Linked DNA regions of Mus musculus: region 1 is linked to region 2. Evidence: chromatin contacts called from public HiChIP or PLAC-seq data. All regions are on one chromosome and are shown on one strand. Each heading gives the region's core, a stretch centred on a gene start, on an enhancer-like site or on the middle of the called end of the contact. The rest is flanking DNA. Distances are from core to core; before and after follow the strand shown. Region 1 has its middle 14 kb from the start of Zfp395. Region 2 has its middle 13 kb from the start of Gm52119.

Region 1 (5,305 bases), core at 2,310-4,809, 230 kb after region 2:
ATATGTTTAAGATTTATCTCTGTTCTATGTGTACGTGTGAGAGACTGCATGGGTGTATGGGTACAGAGAAATTCTGCCTCATAAAATAAAAAAAGAAGGAAAGAAGGAAGGAAGGAAGGAAGGAAGGGAGGAAGGGAGGAAGGGAGGAAGGGAGGAAGGGAGGAAGGGAGGGAGGGAAGAAGGAAGGGAGATAAAGTTATGGGCCCAGAGGGTAATGTATATAAGTTTTCATTTAACACACATTGAAACATTTGTTAACCACCAGTACCCACAGGATGGAGTTGAGGCTAATAGAGAGACCTGATAAAGGAGAGAGAGCAAAAAGGCTCCATCTGAAGAAACTTGAGCACACTATCACTTGTGTAATTTATGGAATGAGGGGTCAGAATAAAAGACCAGGGTCTTGTAGTGTCTCCCTGTCCTGTCTGGGTCTATGGCCAGCTTCTTTCTCAGACTCCCATCTTCGTCCTGTTCCAGACCCCACCATCCACACCTCTTTCCTTGGCACCACAGATCGTTCACTGCACATTCCTTCCACTTAGAAACGTGTTCGGTGCTGGATCAGGTAGTTCAAGTCTGTAAGCTCAGCTGTTTGGGAAAGAGAGTCACAAGTTCTCAAACTAATCTGTACAAAGAAGAATGGGGGTGTAGCTCAGTGGTGGACGGCTACAATAACAGGAACAAGGTCTGGGTTGAATCCCACAAGATTTCAAGGGTTACTAGCCATAAGATGCATTTGCCTTAGCCTGTAAAGAGATCCCCTGTTTGTTCCTCCATCCTTCCCCCCAAAAAACCTTGACTTCAGGCCCCTAAAGCCTTGTCAGGCTGCTGCAGGTACTAGCAGGGAGCACGTTAAAAAGACAACAGTGTGTGACCAGTCCTGAGTGATTTTTTTTTTTTTTTATTAGCTTGGATGCCAATCCCTATTCTGAACACCTTATCTACTGGTGTTACTCTGTGCATCATCTCTGTTAGGTAGTTACTGTCGCTCCTCCTCCGGGTTATAAGTTATCTCTGGAATCCAGCAAAGATTTGCCTAAGATAACAAGTAGGTGAAGAAAGGGGCTGCGGAATTCTGGCCTGAACAATCCTTCCTCTTGTCACAGGCACAAGAAAGTACTGCTGGGAAGGCCTCCCACCTCTCTTTGCCAGCTATGCCTAGCTCCATTATAGCAGTTGTGCTGTCCCCGGATGAGGCGGGGGCTGAGACTGGGCTGCAGGTTTGGAGTGGTCAGTCATTTGACACTGACCAGTAAGAGACCAGACAGAAGCAACAGGAGGTGGAGTCTGACAGTGGATCTCTTCAGTCCTGAACCTCAAGTTCGCTCACCTTCTAGGAAAGGGCGACCAGCGCCACCCTGACCGCGCAGGGGTGCGCGTTTACGCCGCCGGAATGTATACGTTTAAGGACCGAAAGGCCGATTCTGGGGCTCAGGCAGCGACTTTAAGAGGTTCAGCCGAGCAGAGGCTATAGGGAAGATGGAGCAAAGCGCGTTGCGCCTGCAGAAACAGAAGCGGCATACACGCCGCCACGAAGCCCAGCCCGGCTCGCGGGCTGGAGCAGAGCCAGGCCGCGCAGGCCTCGGGGCGGGGCGGGACGGGATCTGGCCACGCCCCCAGCTTATTTTTCTCTCCGGCCCATAGCGCGAGTCACGTGGGCGGGGCCGCGTGGGCGGGGCGGTCCCTTGGGAGGAGGCTGGCTGAAGGCTCCGGGCCTCTAGCGCTCCGGGACCCGGCGAGAGAAGGAACGGAGGGGTGGGAGTGGAAGAAGGCATGCGGGCGGGGCCTGTCGTGGGGGCGGGGCCTGTTGCTAGGGCTGGCGCAGGAAACTGGGCTCAGGGGCCCGGCTTACTGGCTGCGGGCTCCGGCTGCTTGTTTACTCCTGGCGGGGGAGCAGTAACCCGGTGTTGGCGGAGGGGGGTGGGAGAGCAAGCGCGAAAACGTGGCCCGGAGTTCCAAGCTGAGGGAGCGGAACGGGCTGGGGGCCGGGGCTGCGGTGGGCCTGGATAGGAGCTGGATGATCCGGCGCAGCGCAGTCTTCAAACAAGTTCCTAGTGGCTGCACAGCTCCTCCTGGCCTTTGCGCCTTCCACCCTGCACACACAGTACTGTGGTTGGTGAAGGGTTGCATGCACATCGTTTTTTTAGGCCCTGAATTTCTTGGATCCTTTAGGATAGGACTATGGAGCGGTGTTTCTAGTGTTGCTGCTCGAAGAGGTGGACGCCTGCTGCGTGCTTGTTCCTGAGTGGGTCTCTGCCACTTTTTTTTTTTTTTCCAGGAACTGATTCATTTGCTGGTCCTCACGTAGTTCACATGCTTGCATCTGGCCACAATACACACAAATAAGCCCTTTGGGGGTTGTTCTAGGCAATTCAATAGCTTGTGCTTGGTTTTTCTAACTAGGATGAGCCAGAGGGCTGCTCACACAACCTAATGTGCTCCACAAATGAACTCGCAAAAATTAGCGAACACCGGGCAATACCTTCCTCAAATGAGTTTCCATTCATCTGAAAAATACAAAGCACGGAGAAACTGTAGCTGTACGTGGTATTTGCTACTGTATCCATTACCACTACCTAACCGGTTTATATCTGAGGACTTGAAGCACACCACATAAAGACTCTAGTCAGTCAGAAGTCACAAACATAGAGAAGGAAGGGAACAGGAGGCTTTTGAATTACCCCACCCCCCAAAGCGCTGACCCTATTGTGTGAGGACGTGTGATTTTCTGTCATTAGTGTCTCTAATTTGGAACATCAGTCCTCTATTCCCTGGTGTTAGTTATTAAAGATGTATTATTATCTTAGATTGTGTGTGTGCTTGCATGTGGGTATATGTGAGTGAGTGCAGGTTCCCAAATGACCAGAGGTGCTGCATCTCCCGAAGCTGGAGTTCCAGGCTGTGGTGCACTGCCCAGTGTGGGGAACTGACCTCCAGTCCTCTGGAACAGCAGCAGCCCTCTTAACTCCTCTGCCAGCTCTCCCTGTGGTTTCATTTGGCTTCACCATCCTAGAATCCTACCCTTTCTGGGATCAGTGGTCTAGTGGGTGGGGCTTTTTATCACCGCAGTCAATTACAAGTCGTCTCCCCCAACCCCCATGACAAACAAGGAGGTAGTTGGGAGAGAAAAGGCTGTTTTCTGCTAGAGTTGCTAAGTTGAAATGTCAGAGTTGTGAGTTGCCAACAAACTGTGTTCCCTAATATATGAAGGAAGTCCTTTCAGGGGAAGGGAGGCTCTTTTGAGGTAGGAAAAATAAATGAAACTACTAAGATAAACGGACATGAGAAATTTAGAGACTAAATCATTACAAATAGGTTTAAACTTGGGCTCTCCAGAGCTGGGAATGGGTCTAGTTCCATATTAGAGCTCTTGACCAGTGTGCAATATGGCCTGAAGTGTTTCTAGATTTCTCAGTTAAGCAGACAAGTCTGCTCTTTTTTTTGCTTAAGCTAGCATAAACCGAGTTCCTCTTACTTATCTCTAAAAAGAAGTCTGACTAATAAGTTTGGCACGGAGTTTATTTTTCCCTCCTAGAATAATGGAAGTTGGGTGCTGGCCACAACTATCACTTCTTAAGTGTTCTACTTCCCGTAATGAGTCATGCCAAGTGTGTGTGTCCCATGGATGTGGGTTAGACAGCAAGCCCAATTCTTCAGGAAGTATCACTGCAATTGCAAACAGGACACACTTCAACCAGCACAAAAGGAGGGTTAGACAGATAACACTTAACCTCGGGAGACTGTAATTGTCTGAATCGTGAATAAAATATAGACGGAGATTTTAGCTTTTATAAAATGTATGCATTTTTAAAGGATCTTGCTAAATAGATCAGGCTGACCTGGAATGAATGATCTTCTGCCTCAGTCTCCACAGCTTGCTAAGACTGCTAAGACCAAGCTTATTTATGTATTATATTTATCTTATTTTGCTGGCACAGCCTCTCATGAATCTCAGGTTGACCTTGAACTGGATTCAGGGCCAAGGGTGATGGCCAGCTTCCACCTCCCGAGAACTCCACAGGTGAGCACTGTCATACCTGGAGATCACCCAGGGCTTCATGGATGCTAGGCAAGCACTCCAGAGCTGTCTTCTCTTGTTTGTGAGAGAGTACTCTTGGTTCTTAGTGATATGAAAGGAGAGAGAGAGAGAGAGAGAGGAAGGGTAGGAGGGAGAGAAGGAAGGAAGTTTGATAACAATTATTAGTTGGTTCTAGCTGAAAGATACACGGGGACAGAAACATTCATAGTCACTAAATCTTAGACACCAAGGGTCCCTGGTGTGTCACTCTCTTTCCTGAATAGTTTCAGTGATGGAGACCTGAGTGGATCACCAGGGACAAGGGTGTAGGTGATCCAGAAAGAGCATAGATCTATGTCGTCATCCAGAAAAAGCATGGGTGGACAGTCTTTTTGCATTTTGGTCAGCAACGGACATTCTGAGGGGGAGAGTGGGTTGTGTGTCCTCCTTGAAAACACATCCAGGATATCGGCACAGACATTTTGAAAGGAAAGGAAAGCTGAAACGGGGTGGCTAGCGATTACTAGCACTTGTGGCTCCTACAAAACACAGGGGTTCTGTTTCCAGTCCCTAGATGTTGGTTCATAGCTTCGGATCCAGAGGATCTGACACATGTGGTACACAGACACACAGACAGGCAAAATGGTTATATGCATAAAATAAAATAAAGAAATATAAAATTAGTGAATCCATTTAAACACTTGAGATAGCTAGAATCCTAGGCCCTGTCTACTCCTTGACTCCTGTGGGGGAGGAGCCTCTCTACCTGGTGAGCGCAGGCTGCTAGGTTCTCTGCAGAGCTGGTCTACAGCACTCCCATTGTCCCTGGAGAAGAGAGAGAAACAAGAAAAGCAAGGCTGAAGACAGCAGGAAAAAAGGGGGGAGAGAGAAGCAGAGAGAAACTGCAGATGTGGGAGTTTAATTCTGAGGAGAGGAATTTGGAAAGACAAGTTTTGGAAACGTTGTTGTGTGTTGTGCAATACTCCTTGACTTCTTCCCTTCAAAGAGTCAACAGAGAGGCTGGCGATGCGGCGGCTCACATGGTGGAGTGCCTGCCTGATAGGCACTGAGCTCCTGGGTCTAGCTCTGGAACTGCAGAAGCCAGGGCTGCTGGTGCATGCCTGTAATCCCAGCATTCTGGGAAGTGAAGGCAGGAGGAACAGAAGTTCCGGGACATCATCCTTGGTTACATAGAGAACTGAAGGGCAACCATGACAATACATGACAAAGCAGGTAGGCATGAGGAAGGGTGGCAAGATGGATCACCAAACAGAAAGCATGAAAACC
Region 2 (5,683 bases), core at 2,625-5,124:
TAGCTAGACTTCTATAGTCCTCAGGGACCACTATACGCTGCCATTTACACTCTAGTGTAGTCCCCTCTACACTGTGACCAAGGATTCTTGATATATGACTAATAGAAAGTCGGAAGTGGTAATATGTTAATCAGGTTGTGGTGATACAAGCCTTTAACCCTGCACTAGGAAGGCACAGGCAGATGGATCTCTGAATTCAAGGCCAGCCTATAGAGTAAGTTCCAGGACAGTCAGGGCTACACAAGACCCCTGTGTTTTTTTTGTTGTTGTTTGTTTGTTATTTTTTATTTTTTTGGTTTTACAAGACAGGGTTTCTCTGTGTAGCCCTGGGTGTCCTGGAACTCACTCTGTAGACTAGGCTGGCCTCAAACTCAGAGATCCGCCTGCCTCTGCCTCCCGCCTGCTGGGATTAAAGGCGTGCGCCACCACACCCGGCTATGTTTTTGTTGTTTTTAAGGTGATGGTATGTCATCTCCAAGATTTAGGGAGGTCTTTCCAGTCCCCCTCCCCCCCTTGACCGTTCTTTCTTGAATCACTCAATTCCATAAAACCTCGCCATCAGAGGCTGGACTGATAACTCAGCAAGTAAAGGCACCTTGCCCAAGTCCGATGACTTGAGGTCAATCCCCAGGACCCACACAGTAGTAGTAGACAGCCAACTCCCACAAGTGCCTTCCAATCTACACACACACGGTGGCACACACACTCAACATATACACAAATATAAAATGTTTTAAGAAAACGAAAAGATCTTACTTTGAGGCCAAAAGCATCTACGGAGAGACCCTTGTAGAGAGGAATCAAGGCTTCCTCCGGGGAACTGGAGCTGATGGCCCAGCCCAAGTGCAGCCTGCAGGTGCTATAAGCCTCATCAGAGACCCAAGCCACATCATTCCTGGGTCCCTAGCCTTCTGAAAGTGTGAGCTAGTAAACACTGGCATTTTAAATCCCTGATCTTGGGGTAATCTGTTAGGGACCAGTGAGAAATCACTGTAACTCCTCTCTCCCAGCAGCATCACCATCAGAAGCTCCTGGCGCCCTGTGCCTGTGTTGGAAGAAAAGAGGGGGTCAGAGAAGAGGAGATGCTCATTTCCGCTACCCAGGCTCCAGCTTGCTTAATCCCACTCCCTTGTCTTCCGCTGCTTCTTCAATTTCTCCTGTTGACCTTTGTGCTCAGTAAACGAAATCTTCCATCTCCGGCAGCAAATCAGTTCCACGAGTCTGCAGGCTTTCTGAGAAGAGGCAACAGTGTAAACATGACATCTTGGGAAGGGTTAGAAATCCGGTACATTTCTGTTGACTGGCTCTCTGACCCCAGCTGTGACATCATCATTAGGCCCATATTTAGCTCCGCAGAGAAACAAACCTCTGTACGCTTCACGAAGAAAACAGAAGGCAGCAGACGCGATCTCTTTTAAATACTGCCCATTCACCTTTACAGTTAGGAATAAGTACTAGAATAAAAATAATAGTATTGCAGCCAGTGCCAGAACTCCTCTGAGGGATGATGCAAAGACGTCTGTTTAGGGAACTACTATGGTATAGTGCTCAGAGTGTGGATGGAGAGGATACCATGGCTTAGAAGGAAAAATGAAAGGGAGATGGATAAAAGGGCACACTAGAAAGGTTCCACGGATGGATCCTGGAGGTAAAGTGAGATGGAGCTCAGATAACAGCGAGGACGAGGTTGCAGTTTGGGGAAGAGTCCCAGTAATGGCTGTTTAAAATAGCAACATCTATTTCTGGACTTCAAGTTATTTGCGTTGTTAAGGATATAAAATTGCCCACATCTTCATTAATATCTGTCACAAGCACACACATGCTGTGTGTGAGGAACTTGGGAGAAAATCAAGGGAGAAGGGGAATGGAGGCTAGATGGCTCAGTGGTTAAGAACACAACTGACTGCTCTTGTAGAGGACTCAAGTTCCATTCCCAGGGCCCACAAAGTGACTCACAACCATCTGTAACTCCAGTTCCAGGGAATCTGGTGTACCATCCTGGCCTCTCTGAGCACCGGAGACACATGCGGTATGCAGATATACATGCAGGCAAAACACCCACATACATAAAATAAATAGTTTTTACAATTTAAGAGAAAGGGGACGGAAGCGGAGTTGACAGCTATGTCAGTGTGGAACCAAGGAATAAAATCATCCATAAGTGAGGTACAGTGGGACACACACATGGGCAGAGAGGCAGAAGGATCTCTGAGGTTAAGGCCAGCCTGGTCTACATGGCAAATCCCAGGCCTGAGAAAAGGGTTCACTATACTGTAGCCAAGGATGTCCCCAGGGTCATTCCTCCTGCCTCCTCGTCCCATGGACTGGGCCTACAGGTGTGTGTCACCATGCCTGGCCTCCCATTTCTGCTGAGCCACCACTGCATTTTGCCCTGGAGAGGTGAACATAACTGTGATGCCAGCAGTCAAACCTGTCTTTTCTAGACCCTTCCCCTGGAGCCACACTGCCCACTAAGCATCTTATCCTGTTTTGCACAAATCAGTTGTTCAAATCAACTTCATTCAGCTCTCAAGCGAAATCCTTCTCTCCACCTGCCCAGGTCTCTCCCTTCTTCAGGTACCACAACCTCAGGTAACACCATCACCAACCAGGCTGTAGCCCAAGGTGGAAACACAGGCTGTTACGTTCCCGTGGTCTTCATCCACCACATCCAACTGGCTATCGCAGCCTGACAAGGATGCTTCTACAAACGAAGGCTTCTTAACCCGCTGGACTTCAGAGTGGGTCTGCATGTCAATGGTGTCATAAACTTACTATGACAGCTCCTGGCCACGGTAATAACTCACCGCTATTGCTTGGGGGGGGGGGGGTTATGATAATTAAACAAGTCATCATATATAAAATGGGTAGCACACAATAGGAAACCAAAAGCATTCCCCTGGACCACCCTTTTCCAGCCTTCACAAGTTGGCAGGCCAGGATTTCTACCACATGGCTCATCTTGCCCTTCCTCTTCTGAGCTACACTCGGTCCCGACATCCCGTCTCATAAAACCTTTCTGCACTGTGATTTCTCCTGTGTGTGACTCATCTGCACTTTGTCTAGTTTTCATTCTCCCATCCCCCAGGTCTGCACAGTGCAGGCTGGCCTCAAACTCACTTCTCACCAGAGGGCCCTCCTAACTCCAACCTCCACCCAAGTGCTGGGGTCACAGGCAAGGACCACAGCCCGCTGTGGTTTTGCCTGTGGAATTAAGTCCCAATACTTAAGCGTCGTAAGTGGTGAGCTAACTGCCCTTCCAGCCATCCTGAGTCCAGTTAGCACAAACTCTGAGCGCCCCACAGGGCACTTCCTGTCTACAATGGCTTCCTGTCTGCACATGCTGAGCCTCTGGTGGTCAGCTCCTGGCCACAGAATCTTCTCCAGAATTGTGACCTAAGGGTACCTCCCGTTCACTCTACTGTTCAAAACACAAAAACTGAAATGAGTAGTGGGGGGTGGGGTGGGGGGATTATAGGGAAGTGGGAGAGAGAGAACAAGAGGAGATGGATAGAAGAGTTGGGGGAAGGGAGAGGGGGGACAAAAGAGAGAAAGAATATGAATGAAAATTAATTTGGACATAGGCAAAGTTGTCAGAAACTGGTAAATCTGGCTAAGGGTAACCTCAAACTTACAAAATTATAACAAAGTGCTATATAACTCTGAGAACTTCTGCTAAGTTTAAAATTACTTCAAAAGACAAGATTAAAAATAAAAAGCATTATGCAATCCAGCCATAAGGAAACAATAACAAGTTGAACATTTCCCCAAACTGACCTACATTCCCAGAATGCCAGTGTTCTGGAGAGGACAGGGAGGGGAAAGCAAGAGAAGGGAGGAGAGGAGGCGGAGGGGGAGGGAGGCCAGGGGTGTGAAGTCAAACAGTGTAACGGGTGAACTGGATCAGACTGACAAAAAGGTCCTGACATGTATGACTGGCACAATGATGACATTTGTGGGCAGACTCCATTATTTAATAGCATTACAGCAGTTTGAATTTCCTGTGGTTAGGTACGAGAATGTCATCGTGCTTAAGAAATGCATGCTACAGCCTGGGGTGTGGCTCAGTGGTACAGCAATTACCTGGGATGCTCAGGGCTCTGGATTCTCACCCACACACCACCATGAGTGAAAAGAGGAAGGAAAGAAGGGAAGGATGGAGGAAGGGAAGGGCACAGGGCAGAGACAGGAGTTCATGGGGAACCATTGAAGGGCAGAAGATTATATTTCAATGTATAATAGTCTCTCCCCCTTCTCTTTCTTCTGTCTGTCTGTCTGTCTCTCTGTCTGTCTGTCTGTCTCTCTCTCTCTCTCTTCCTGTCTCCTGTGAAAGCTTCCCCTATCCATTGAGACAGACCACACCGTCTTGCAATGACTATAAATGTTGATGACCAACACTGAAGATGACTCAGAAAGATTTTCTGTGCTGGTGGGATCAATGACTACTGTTAAAATGCCCATACTAAGCCAGGCATGGTGGCACACGCCTTTAATCCCAGCAATCGGGAGGCAGAGGCAGGCGGATTTCTGAGTTCACGGCCAGCCTGGTCTACAAAGTGAGTTCCAGGACAGCCAGGGCTATACAGAGAAACCCTGTCTTGAAAAACCAAAACCAAACCAAACCAAACCAAACCAAACCAAACCAAATAAAATGCCCATACTATTCAACTCCTATCAAAATCAATGATAGTTTTCACAGGAAAAAAAGGCAATCCTGAAGTTCATAGGGAACCACAAGATCCTAAATAAATTACACAATCTGGGGCAAAAATAAATAGCCAGAGGCATCCCATACCCGAATTTAAACTACACTGGGAGCACAATGCCTCCAGCTAGTTTTCTTTTTAATTTTTCTCTTAAACATTCTTTTAAATTTCATTTATTATTATTAATTATTATTGTTGTTGTTGTTATTTTATTTTTTGTGAGAAAGGATCGCAGTATGTAGTCCTGGCTGACCTGGAAATTGCTATGCAGATGTGGCTGACCTTGAACCTCAGACATCCACCTGCTTCTGCCTCCCCAATGCTACCTAGGACTAAAGGTTTGTGCCACAGGCCTAGCTTGCTTGTCTCTTTATAAATTTTTATTCCATGTCGTTACGTTCCTTATAGAGTTTGCTTCTATTGCCATGAGTTATCTCTTCATTCATTCTGCTGGTCATGTCTTTTGCTGTGCAGAAACTTTTTAAATCTAATCTAATCGTGTGTGTTGTTGTGTGTGTGTACTGTCTTTTGTAATTTGGGTCATATCCCAAACTTAAATTCCCAAGCCAGTGTCAAGAATCCTGTATTTCTTCTGTATTTCATCCTGTATTCTCTTCTACTAGTTTTAAACATCCAAGTATTATATTTAAGTCTTACTCCATTTGAATAACCTTTTTGTTTGTTTGGTTTTTGTTTTTTTAGAGACAGGCTTTCATTGTGTTACTGCCCTGGCTGTCCTGGGACTCACTCTGTAGACTAGGTTGCCCTTGAACTCACAGAGATCTACCTGCCTCGGCCTCCCGAATGCTGGGATTAAAGGTGTGTGCCACCACTGCTCAGCTGAAGAGCTTTTTGTGTATGGTGTGATGTGTCCAGTTTCATTCTCGTGCAAGTGGATTTCAGTCTTTGCCAGCCATGAATAGACGTCCTCCCTTTCCTCACTGTGTGAGCTCATTATTTTGGTTTAGTTGTCCATA

What was found. HiChIP or PLAC-seq counts read pairs in DNA pulled down with a chosen protein or histone mark.
Region 1: a contact with region 2 is called in an H3K27ac HiChIP or PLAC-seq map of microglia, with 3 times the contacts expected there. The contact joins two enhancer-like sites. A contact is called at or near these places in 4 of 484 Hi-C or Micro-C datasets (CD8 T cells, the G1E-ER4 cell line, the HPC-7 cell line and 1 more), 4 of 115 datasets of contacts at active chromatin or transcription factors (bone marrow-derived macrophages, effector CD8 T cells, microglia and 1 more) and 2 of 9 other capture datasets (adipose tissue and pancreatic islet).

What each region holds. Positions count from the first base shown.
Region 1 is chr14:65,342,117-65,347,421 of GRCm38.p6, forward strand. No RefSeq gene overlaps it. Among named protein-coding and RNA genes, the nearest start is that of Zfp395, 14 kb to the right of the region's middle. Within about 2 kb of position 3,560, at least 112 of the 459 cell types and tissues checked have an H3K27ac peak or open chromatin away from gene starts, as enhancers often do. A contact at or near this core is called in the HPC-7 cell line, adipose tissue, bone marrow-derived macrophages and 2 more, where this site is marked.
Region 2 is chr14:65,109,812-65,115,494 of GRCm38.p6, forward strand. It overlaps a transcript of Extl3 not described here. Among named protein-coding and RNA genes, the nearest start is that of Gm52119, 13 kb to the left of the region's middle. Within about 2 kb of position 3,875, at least 107 of the 459 cell types and tissues checked have an H3K27ac peak or open chromatin away from gene starts, as enhancers often do. A contact at or near this core is called in the HPC-7 cell line, adipose tissue, bone marrow-derived macrophages and 2 more, where this site is marked.